Regions from separate parts of the Mus musculus genome. Here regions 1 and 3 are each linked to region 2. A link is a contact called in public Hi-C and HiChIP or PLAC-seq data. All regions are on one chromosome and are shown on one strand. Each heading gives the region's core, a stretch centred on a gene start, on an enhancer-like site or on the middle of the called end of the contact. The rest is flanking DNA. Distances are from core to core; before and after follow the strand shown. Region 1 overlaps Jarid2 (jumonji, AT rich interactive domain 2). Region 2 overlaps Gm34276 (a long non-coding RNA gene). Region 3 overlaps Gm29676 (a long non-coding RNA gene).

Region 1 (3,859 bases), core at 1,060-3,559, 270 kb before region 2:
TCTGCTCCCTATATATTGGGACAAACAAATGAACAAATTCAAGACAGGAGGTTACACCAAGAGATGACCGCACATGTCTTTTGTGAATCTCACTCCGACCTCCCAATGTATGTATACATTCTCTGCTGCATTGGTACCAACAACAGAATCCAATGTGTGTCTCCACATGAAAACATACTGTCAGGAAGCAGGAAGGACAATGTCACAATAATGTGACATTTAGAGTTCCTAGTCTCCTATAGAAATCTCAGAAAATGCTGGCATGATTTAATTAATACATTTATCTGAGTTCAAGAAACAAGACTTAAAGAAATGGGAAAGATGTATTTAAGTGTGCAAAGTCTACAGTTTATATGGGCAACTGCTCTTCCTTGTACAAGTTACTGAGCTACTACTTACTCTGTACATGTGAAAGATGGCAGAGTTGATTAGGACTGTTTTTAAAAAGAGAGAAAAAAACAGCCTAGAGAAACCCAATATATATTTGAAGTATTTAAAATCCTCCAGTTCAGTACAGTGTTTTTCTTTAGAAATAAAAATAGATACTAATTGTAAAAGTTGCCAAAATTAACAACTCCTGCAGGCACTACATACATGCACTGGGTGCACAGAAATACATTCTGGCACAACAACAACACCACGTACACATGAAAGAAAACTAAAGCAGCAACTTCAAGAATGACAAAACCATTTTCATTTGCCAGCTCAAAAATACACTTCTCGTATGGCAAATTATGTAACTAAATACCTTATTATCATTCTTAGAAAAATGATGAAATCTTACACCATTGAGCAGGTATGCCCATGATATATAAATTAATCATACTTTTATACAGTATTTTCACTCTAGGCATCCTAAGTAGTTCATACTAATTCTAATAAAGTATAACTACTGTTTTATTATGATTAGTTATTAATCTCAACGTTCCTGATAGTAAGAATCCGTAGTAATAAGTATGCATGGCAGGAGGAGGAACAGAATTCAGTGCTATATGGTTCTGAGCATCTACTCTGGACTGAGGAATGAGAAGCTAATGAGAGGTGTGAAATGGAGCTAACAGAGTTTAAAGAGAGAGCCAAGAATCATCGATGATCAGAAAAATGAGCCTGGGCAGCCTTGAAGAAGCATGAGAGCAGAGAAATAAGGATGTGTCTTTTCTTACCTACCAACAGAAGCAACCACCAGTGCCAAAAGAGTACACATGATACACTACATGAAAGTATACATGTACACATGAGCTGACCACACAGCAAGAGTGCAGAAGCCTGAGAAACTTCCAGGCAGAACTCCTAAGTTATTCAATATGGGGGATGGGAGGGCATGGACACAAATTAATATGGAATATTGCTTGGCCACAAAAAAAAAAATCTGTAAATCAGAGACATTTTTAAAAGATTTCTTTATTTAATGCATGAGTGCCCTGTGTGTATATGTACACCTGCATGCCAGAAGAGGGCATCAGATCCCAGTATAGATAAAACCACCATGCAGTTGCTGGGAATTGAACTATGGAAGAGCAGATTGTGCACTTAAGCAAAGAGCCATCTCCCCAGCCCTGACCAAGAACATCTAAGCTTGTGACATAAATGGTTTGTACTTCTAGTAACAGAACACTACATCACACTATAAACCTAAATTTAACATGTCAATTCATTTCACATGAAAGAGAAATCTAGAAAGAGTAACAGTTCATGAGAAGGATAGGGCTAAAAATAACCCAGGCCACCTGTTTCATTAACCTGATCCAACAGAATTTTGCCACCTTGTAGAAGGAAGGTGTGAAGAAGTAGCTGTGTGTGAGTAAAACGGACAAATGACTGATTTATTCACAATAATGTCTGGTTTTCAGACATTATTGCTTACCATTACTAGCTGGAGGTATGCTCTATTTTCTTCATTATTGATGAGAACAGACAATACTCATATTTTTACTTACAAAAGATGATGTATCCATGAAAACAAATAGACAAAATAAGACAGTGCCATTTCTCTTGCCTGGTGATGGGAATCCCCAGGAGAGCTATCCTATTTATTCAACAAAGCACTACCAAAACACTACAGCCTAATCCTCCCTTTCCTGGTACCCAGGTCCCTTATCCTTCAGCTTTTCCTCAGAAGATCTTCCAAGCAAAACAGTCAGAATTCAAAGCTCTTGGGCAAAAACTGTAATTATCAGGCTGCCAATGCCAAAAAATCCAGCCACACTTCTAAAACAGTACTCTTTAATTTGTCCTCTACATCCAGAATGAACAACCCTTTAAATAGAAATGGGAATTTTCCAACATGGAAATAGCTCTTTAGTGAAACCACTCTTTCGGACTAACCCAATTAGGCCCACTTCTCTCACACAGGCATAAACTGGAACATAGAATGTGACTATGATAGTAAATGGAAACACTAAAAATGTACCTGCCCACAGAGTTCCACTTTCAAATGGAACATTTTTTCTTTAGCAGCTACCACCACACCAAAAGGAAGTCCCATCTTTGAGTAGAAACTAAGACCTAAAACAGGAATTACATCCTGCATAGCTAAGAAATCAATATAAACTTCAAGGTCAAAAGTCATGAACATTAGTTATGCTGTAAGTTAAGAAGTCTCACTGGACCCGGGCAGTGGTAGTGCACGCCTTTAATCCCAGCACTTGGGAGGCAGAGGCAGGCGGATTTTTGAGTTTCAGAGCAGCCTAGTCTACAGAGTGAGTGCCAGGACAGCCAAGGCTACACAGAGAAGTCCTGTATCGGGGGGGGGGGGGGGGGAGGAGGAGGGAGGAAGGAAGGAAGGAAGGAAGGAAATAGGAGGAAAAAAGAAGAGGAAGAAGGAGGAGAAGAAAAAAGGAAGAGGAGAAGAAGAAGAAAAAAGAACAAGAAGTGGTCGTTGTCTCACTGGAAATATTTCCATCCCTAAAGCACACACTATTAACTTAAAATTCTGCTTCTGTACAAATGCTGTTTTGTGGTCTTAATTAGCCAGTTTTCAATTGATTTGCCTCCGTATACTACAAAAATCCATTTAAGAATACTTACTTGTTGCTGAAGAAATACTCTGATCAGTAAATTGTTCGTCAACCAAGCATGAGACCCTGAGTCAGGACACACAAATCCTCACATAAAAAGCTGGTCACCACATTACAATCTTAATGTTAGGGAGTTGGAAACAGGGGGATCCCTCAGGCTTGCTGTTCACCTAACTCTACTTATATTGGTGTCTCCATGTTCAGTGAAGAGACCCTTTCTAAAAGGTCGTTTCATTCATTTTTTTATTACTTATTGCTTAATTCCTAAATGTTCACCTTCTAAAAGTTTAGGTGTATAATAAATAACAAAGAGTACAATACAGCTTTAAGCAAACAGTCCATTTTCACTGCTCTAATTAAGCTAAGCTGACTCCCTCTGCACTTGACACTCAGCTGTGTGTGTCTATTATGGTATACACGGGGCCCAGGTGAAGCAAGCCTTATGGTGATAGTGAGGACATGACACGTGGGTCATCAACCAACTGCAGGAGAGCTGAGGGAAATGCAGCAAGGCCACACCAAAGCCACTAATCTGCCCTACAGACCAGAGACACATCAGCATAATTGAAACCAGAATGTGAGAAAGCCAAGAAAACTTAAAAGAGGTGCAAACATTCATAAGAGGAGGAGCAGCATGGATTTAATTATTTCTACTATACATGACAATTAAGAATAACTAGTTGAAAAACCACAAGACAGCAGACAGTAAAGAAAAAAAGTTAAATGCTGACTGCCATTAGTATTAACAACAGGAGTTTCTGACACCTGCCATAGCTACTGTGTAATAAAAAATGAATTGTTCTCCTAGTATATAAATATATATGAATTCATTAATAGAAACC
Region 2 (3,970 bases), core at 184-2,683:
TTCTGCCTCATGGCCTTTGTGTAAAGGACTGCCACGAACGTGGTCAGTGCCCAGATGTGTCTTTGCAACCCGGCTTTCAATTCCTTCGAGTAGGCTTACTGGATCCCGGGAGTGGCGTTGCTAGAGTGTACGGTTAATTATATGTCTGATACTTTAGGTAGCCATGACATGGCTTTCCATTGCATTTGCACCTTTAGCACACTCCCCAGCAGTGTGTAAGGGCTCCAGTTTCTCTATATCCTCACCAATGCTAATTTCCTATGCCTGTGCACACACTCGTGTGCTCATAGTAGATTTTCTGATGGGTGTGAGGAAAGATCTCCGTGAGTATCGATTTGTCTTCTCCTAATCATTAGTGAGGCTAACTATCTTTCCGTGTGTTATTGGCCAGAGGACTTTCATGGAATAGGAAGGGTTAAAAGTATGAGAACTCACCCTTTAACAAGCTTAAATAGTTGTTTCAGCTGGGCGGGCGTGGTGGCGCATGCCTTTAATCCCAGCACTCGGGAGGCAGAGGCAGGTGGATTTCTGAGTTCGAGGCCAGCCTGGTCTACAAAGTGAGTTCCAGGACAGCCAGGGCTATACAGAGAAACCCTGTCTTGAAAAACTAAAACAAACAACAACAACAAAAAAAACCCAAAAAACCAACAACAACAAAGAAGAACAAGAGGGCTGGTGAGATGGCTCAGTGGTTAAGAGCACTGACTACTCTACCGAAGGCCCCGAGTTCAAATCCCAGCAACCACATGGTAGCTCACAACCATCCGTAAAAAGATATGACTCCCTCTTCTGGTGTGTCTGAAGACAGCTACAGTGTACTTACATATAATAAATAAATAAATCTTTAAAAAGAAAAACCAAGAACAAAAACAAATAGTTGTTTCAATGTCTTCTTACGTTCTTACTATTTCTCTGGTGTGGGGCCATATTTCACTGTGTTTATTTTGCCTAGACAAAAAATTTTAAAGGCTTTTGGCTAAACCATGGTAAAGTTTAATCCTTTCCTGAAACAGATAGTTCAAGACCTGGGGGCTCTAGAAAGCTGGTGATTCCCCCCCCCTCCCCCCGTGTAGGAAAAGATTTTTTTGTCTTTATTCATTGGGACTTGTTAGGATAGGAGAACTGAGCTCTGAGAAATAAAACCTCTATGCACGGCCCATGGACCTAAAGGACAGCCATCTGGCACGCCCAGCTCTAGTTCTCGGGGTTGTAGTGATCTTTGGTGGTGCCTTGGCTTTTCGTAACATCTCAAATGTGACAGTCTACCATTAACTGCCACCAAGGGGAATTAAGGGAACGGCTTGTGGCCAGCCTGGGGTGAAACTCAGGGTACAGCAGCTGCCTGCAGAGTCGGGTTTCAGAGCACAACCAGGGTTGGGCAGTGGCATGGGGCCAGGTGGCAGTTGAGGTGGCAAGTGATCAGCGGGACAGATTGGTACAGCATGTGGGCATTCCCTGGGGATTCCCAAAGCGATCTGTAGTAGGGAGCTGGCCAGGTCTAACTTTCTTGCTGTCAAGCACAATGAGGCTTGTTGGTCTGATTTGGGTATCGCAGGGAATAGTCTCAGGCTGATGAAGTCATTCTCCTTTGCCCCTCCCTTCCATCTGCCAGTTCTAGGTGGGTACCCTAGTGGTGCTCATGCATGTGCCCTGTATATGGGCATGGCTGTTCTTAATGGATGCCATCCACCCTGTTTAGTAAGATGGGCTTACTGATTTGGCTGGCTAGCCAGGACGCCTGTCTCTACCTCCCTAGGACTGAGGTTATAAATTCATTCCCTCATTCCTGGTTGTTCGATGTGAATTCTGAGCATCAAACTCAGGTCCTCAGGCATGAGGGACAAACACTGTACTGACTAGGTCATCTCCCCAGGCTGTCAAAATGGGGTCTTAGGGGTACAAGCCCTTGCACAAAGCCTGAAAGTGTGAGTTTATCACCAGAATACAAGGTAGAAGAAGGAGAGAACCAACTCCTGAAAGTTGTCCTCTGTCCTCTGCACTGGTGTCTGCCTGCCTCTGTCTTTCTGTCACTCTGTCTTTCCCACACATTAATAATAAATAAAATAGCGAGAAATAGAGATTACAGGGAGGTCCAGACACAAACGTGAAAAGCGTCCCTAAGCAGGGGTTTTCTGTTAAGAGTTTTGAATAGGAAATGTTGCTTTGATAAAGGTTGGCAGCATTTGAAAGTGCATCTTGGTGTAAGTCCTGGTCATTTGACCTACAATCAGAAGGGTTGCATCAGACTAGCTGTTTTCATATTTTCCCCCTCTAAGTTCTGGGGTGCTGAGACACCCCCCAGGGACCGTGAAAGCAGAAGCTCTGTCTGACCCTCATCAGAGAACTTCCCTCCTGACTTCTAGGCTGTGGGACGATGTCACAGCTGAGGAAGGCTGGGGGACCCAAGGCTGTCAAGGCTCTGCAAATCAACTTCTCTGCTTTTATGAGCATTGCGGTGATTGTGGCAATGATATTATTACTTTGCACTTACTACGACTCTGTGAATTGATTTATAAGATGATACTCCCACCCAGAAAACAAAAGTCTGGCTTGCCTGGGCCTAATGATCCCCTCTTCCTTAGCTTCTAAGTACTGAGATTACAGATCTATACTGTCACATCTGGCTAAGATGACACTTAAAGAAGAGTAATACAACTATATGTATGTATGTATATATATATATATATATATATATATATACACACACACATATATATGTGTATATGTGTGTCTTTAAATTCTAGCTCCACAAAGTAGAGAAACATGCAGTGTTTGTGTTTCTAAATCTAGCTTATTTTGCTTAACATAATGGCTTCTCGTTCTTCCCATTCTCTTGTATGCGCTGCAATTTCATTTTTTTCTTATACACCAGTCACGGTGGCAGATGTTTTTAATCCCAGCATACAAAACATTGTTGTTTATAGTTGCATGAAATTCAAGGAACCACACTTTCTTACTTTAAAAAAGATTTTATTTATGTATTTTATGTATACGGGTGTTTTGTCCACATGTATGTCTGCACACCAGAAGAAGGTATTGGATCCCATGGGCTACAGTTAGAGATGTTTGAGAGCCACCAGGTGGGTGCTTGGAATTGAACCCAGGACTTCTGAAGAGCAGCCAGGGCTTTTAACCACTGACCCATCTCGCTAGACCCTGAACCACATTTTCTTTATCCCTCCTCTGTTGATGGACACCTAGGTTGGTTGATTCTAATACCTGGCTTCTGTAGACAGAACAGCTATGAACATAGATGTGCAAATATGTTGACTTAGCATCTTTTGGATGTATGTCTGAACATCCAGACATACGATAGTTCTGTTTTTAGTTTTCTTTAAACCTTCCATGCTGATTTCCACAGTGGCTGTACTAGTTAAATTGCCAGTAGTAGTGAGTCCTCTTTCTCAACAATGTCTTCTTGGTAACAGCCATAGTCCAGTTGTGCGATCTACATTATGTAATATAGATAGTTATTGCATGTTATGCTATACAGATACTAATATAGAATGTAATCATTTAAACATGGCTGCATATTTCTCAGTGTTTGGGAATTGGGAATCAGTGTCCTACTGAGTGCAGAGAGTTTATTGTTGGAGGAAAAATTTGTTATGGTTGAATCTGGAATGTCCTTCACAGGCTCAGGTTTTGAACGCCTGTTCCCCAACTGGGCATTTTTAGGACTTTAGACGAAGACCCAAAGAGCAAGTGATTTCTCATTTAAAATTAAAAAGGAATACAGGAAAGAAATATCCTTTTGTCAGTGTCCTTTCTTGTTAGTGTTTTAGTCACCTCTGTGTCACCGTGACTAAAATACCCAACAGGGGGAAAACCATTTAGGAAAGAGAGAGTCACTGGAGCTGATGACTTTAGGGGGGTTTTGGTTCATCATAGGAGGAAGGTATAACAACAGCAAAGTGTCGGGGAGGAGACTTACAACACAGCAAACTAGGAAGCAGGGAGGAAGGCGGGA
Region 3 (3,769 bases), core at 942-3,441, 290 kb after region 2:
TGAGTGGTCTCTCGGGTTATTTCTGGTTGTGAGGGCCAAAAAGGATGCCTACAATAGGCTCCCAGGGTTCTGGGCTGACATCCTCTCTCTGATGACTTTCTATTTAGTCGACGAGGACAGATGGTTAGCAACAGATCAACCACTAATAGTTGCTGCACCTATAAATATCCTTTTGATGTATTCTTTCCTCTTCTTCTCTTTCTAGAAAATGTGCAGACAGTGTGATTGCCAATGAGGAGATAGGTAGCCTACCAGACATGGACATGGTCATTCTAAGGCTCTGTTAATAGCATCATAGACTATTCATGGGAGAAATGTGAACAGGGAAAACAGCCGAGCCAACAACATGAATGTGTGCATGCATAAATAACTGGGAATATGCACCCTAGTCTGTCACTTGTGAATCCATTGACACATTCACCTTCGCCACAGCTGAGGCTCTAAGCATATGCGCTGTGCTCCGTGTCTCTCTAGGTCTCAGGTGCGGTGTGCCTCTCCAGCTTTGGCTCCTCAGTGCTGGCGACCCTGACAGGCCTATTGGAAGAGGCAATCAACGTAACAGAGAATGGAAGATCTGCCAGATGGACTCGATGCCAAGAGAGATGCCCGAGGGCAGTCATTCTACAGGAATGGGAAGATGAGAACCCACATCACACTGTTCAAATGTCCCCTTCCCAGAGATCCCCAAATTATTCACCCAAAAGACCTTATCACACAGCAGGAAGAGGTCCCAGAAAACCTGGCTTTTCTGAGACAAGACAGCATGGTGCCCAATGCCTGGGCTTTGGAGTCAGGCCAGCATGAGCTGTAAGCCCAAGTTTACTCTTCATAGGAGTTAATTTTAGTCTTTTCTGTCTCTGTGTTCTTAACCTTTGACCTGAACCTTTAACCTTAAACTTGAAACTTTATCCTTAAATGAAGCATAAAACCTACTCACATTAAAGTAGGGGGGGGTGGCAACAAATTCGTGCACCAGGAGTTCTAGAGCTGGGGGGAGGGACGAGAAATCTGCAACATACAAAGTGCAGCTGTGCACAGTAATACAGGTGAATCTCACACACTAACGCTGAGTGACAGGTCAGACAAGAGAGTATATACATAGTGTACACTGCACGTGTGCAGGGTGAAAGTGTATGCGAGCACGTGTGCAAAGTAAAAGTGTACACCAGCATGTGTGTAAAGTAAGAGTGTATACCAGTGTGTGTGCAAAGTGAACATATACAGCAGCATGTGTGCAGAGTGAAAGTGTACACCAGTGTGTGTGCAAAGTGAAAGCTGTGGGAACCAAACCTGCGTTGTCATAAGCTGAGGTGGGGTTACCTAATGTGGGGGGGAGGGGATGGAGGTGTGGCTGTGAGACAGGTGAGCATCTCTGGTGTGGCTTCTCTTACACCAGAGAGTCTCAACCTGTGGGTCGAGACCCCTTTGGGAGTCAAACAACCGTTTCACGGGGGTCGTCTAAGACCACCAGAACACATAGAGATTTACATTACGATTCATAATACTTAGCAAGATTACAGTCAGGAAGTAGCAGTGAAAATAATCTTGTGGTTGGGGGTTACTACAACATGAGGGTCTGTATTAAAGTGACAGGGCATCAGAGCCACTGCCTTAGACAGGGTGAGCAGGGCCAAGGCTAGATCATCATCTAGTCACAAAGCACGCGACCTCTCTCACGAATACGTCAGTGACTGATTAAACCAAGGGAATAGGTTTAGGGTGTTTGGACTCCTTACTGTCTTGGCCTTTCATGGGCTCAAAAGTGACCAATCCCATTAAAAATTACCTTCAATCCACATCCAGTTCCTGCCGTATACACACACGCGCGCGCACACACACACATGCACACACACATGTGCACACACACTCACACACACACACACACACACACACACACACACACACGCACGCACATGCACACCACACGCACAGCCTGTCAGAGCAGCATGGTTGTATTCATCCTTCAACCCTAGTAGGCATCCATTCAACCCCTCCCACTCTAGGAACCCTTTCTCATTTTTCTTTTAATAAATACGAGTTCACCCTGCTTCTCCTTGCCCACAATTCTTCCTTCTCAGACAGGAGCCAATAAGTTCAGAAGCCACTGGCTTCTGGTGGCTTTAGTGGTAGCTGAGTTTCCAGGACCAGAGCCCCTGACTTAAACCCGCCATGAGCCCTACAAGGTTCTGTAGTACTCATCCCACATCACAGGGCCACCCACATCCTAGTGGTTTCTTCTGAGTGGTGGTTTCTGAGGTGTGTCCAGTTTGTGCAATTCACAGAATTATGTCTTTAAAATTTTGTGTCAGTTTCTATATAAATGTTAGTCTTCAGGAAGGTTTTTAATGAGTAGATCATATCAGTATTAACCACAAAAAATGTGGGGATTAATAGGGCAGTATATGTGTCAACTACTTATTACTGTCACCATTTTTACTGTCCTTTGTGGGTACTGGCAGTAAGTGTAGTTCCTTCTCCAAAGACCTGTCCCATCTGGGTAAAGTTTGAAGCTCAGATTTTAAATAAGAAGCTGTATAAAAGGCCTGGGATTTTAACCAGAGGCCGACTCCTGGGCACCCATCCTTTCTAACTCAGAGTCTTACTCAAGTGAGGGGAAAGGAGGAGGGTAAATTTGTCTGTGAGCATCTAAATTTGAGATGAGATAGATCTCTAAGTATTTTTTTTCCTTCAAACATTAACAAGAAAACAAAACGCACCCCCTTTCCCTTTTCGAGTGTGCAAAAAATAGCTCAGCAGGCCAGTTTCTGCTGTCCTTAACTCGTTTATCCTCCCTCTAGCTTTCTCTTTGGGTAAAAATAGCAACTTAATCTATTGACAGACAAGGGCTTTCCACATTCGGAACTCCATTTGGAGCTGCGGCTCTTCGTTGCTGACTCTCTAATACAGATGTTTGGGGCATGATGTAAACTCCAAACCATCCTCCTGTCAGCTCAGCAGAGAAGACAAACAGAAGCTTGATCTTGAAAGCAGGGCCCCGCCATAAACCAGCTGACACAAATGCCGTGGTACTTCACCCCACAGAAAGATCTTAATAAGCAAGCTTTACTGGTCAGCATATTGCTGTGGCAGATTTAAATATAGCCCATGCTTTCTGTCCCCTTCATGAGTCTGCAGCTTTTTGCACAAAATGAGGCCTCCGTTCACAGGATGTAAGGAGTGTGAGCAGGGTGGGGGAAGGGGGCGGGGGGGGGGATGCTTCTCTATGCCATGGTTTATATGGCCATGATGGAGCCACAGTGTGAAGGCATTAAACAGCGGGCCGCCTGCAGTGGGCCCTGATGTCAAGAGGCCCGGTACTCAGAACGGCAGTCTCTATGGCAGAGTCAACATTAAGAACCTGGAGGGAAAAGCTGCAGTCCTCATCTTGACCCACCAGACCTGCTCCAGCTGGCTTTCTACCTACCTCCTCTCTCCTTTGCATCCCGTGTGGGAACCTCGATGCTCTGCCAGCTTTTTGCTGATCTACCGTGTGTGTCTCTTCTACCCCTTGATAAGACTTTCTAGAGTACAACCCTAGCTCTGCGACTTGGGATTGCACCCCTTAACCTTTCTTGGCCCGAGACTGCTTGTCTGTAAAACAAGGAACACAGTGGACCCGCCTAGGGCTCTTATTCGGATAAAATGTGCTAATAGACACAGAAGCTCTGAAAACTGTGTTTGGCCAGATTGCCGGAAGCGCTCAGCAAATGACAGTGATTATTCAGTCTCTTTCTAAATTATTCAGCTCTTCCGTTCACATGGATGTAGT

What was found. A called contact is a pair of places that touch in the nucleus more often than the background predicts. HiChIP or PLAC-seq counts read pairs in DNA pulled down with a chosen protein or histone mark.
Region 1: a contact with region 2 is called in a Hi-C map of B cells, with 1.6 times the contacts expected there. The contact joins two enhancer-like sites. A contact is called at or near these places in 3 of 484 Hi-C or Micro-C datasets (B cells, macrophages and nephron progenitors), 3 of 115 datasets of contacts at active chromatin or transcription factors (bone marrow-derived macrophages and embryonic stem cells) and 1 of 9 other capture datasets (embryonic stem cells).
Region 3: a BATF HiChIP or PLAC-seq map of CD8 T cells shows a contact between it and region 2, with 8 read pairs. The contact joins two enhancer-like sites. A contact is called at or near these places in 2 of 484 Hi-C or Micro-C datasets (cortical neurons and muscle stem cells) and 2 of 115 datasets of contacts at active chromatin or transcription factors (CD8 T cells and bone marrow-derived macrophages).

Annotation. Positions count from the first base shown.
Region 1 is chr13:44,807,006-44,810,864 of GRCm38.p6, reverse strand. All of the region lies in intron 1 of Jarid2 (jumonji, AT rich interactive domain 2), which reads right to left. Among named protein-coding and RNA genes, the nearest start is that of Jarid2, 78 kb to the right of the region's middle. Within about 2 kb of position 2,309, at least 24 of the 459 cell types and tissues checked have an H3K27ac peak or open chromatin away from gene starts, as enhancers often do. A contact at or near this core is called in B cells, where this site is marked.
Region 2 is chr13:44,538,949-44,542,918 of GRCm38.p6, reverse strand. The region is part of intron 3 of Gm34276 (a long non-coding RNA gene); the gene reads left to right. Among named protein-coding and RNA genes, the nearest start is that of Gm34276, 28 kb to the left of the region's middle. Within about 2 kb of position 1,433, at least 53 of the 459 cell types and tissues checked have an H3K27ac peak or open chromatin away from gene starts, as enhancers often do. A contact at or near this core is called in B cells and CD8 T cells, where this site is marked.
Region 3 is chr13:44,247,738-44,251,506 of GRCm38.p6, reverse strand. It overlaps Gm29676 (a long non-coding RNA gene), which reads left to right. Exons shown (of 2, transcript XR_382289.1): 2 at 475-1,415. Among named protein-coding and RNA genes, the nearest start is that of Gm29676, 11 kb to the left of the region's middle. Within about 2 kb of position 2,191, at least 31 of the 459 cell types and tissues checked have an H3K27ac peak or open chromatin away from gene starts, as enhancers often do. A contact at or near this core is called in CD8 T cells, where this site is marked.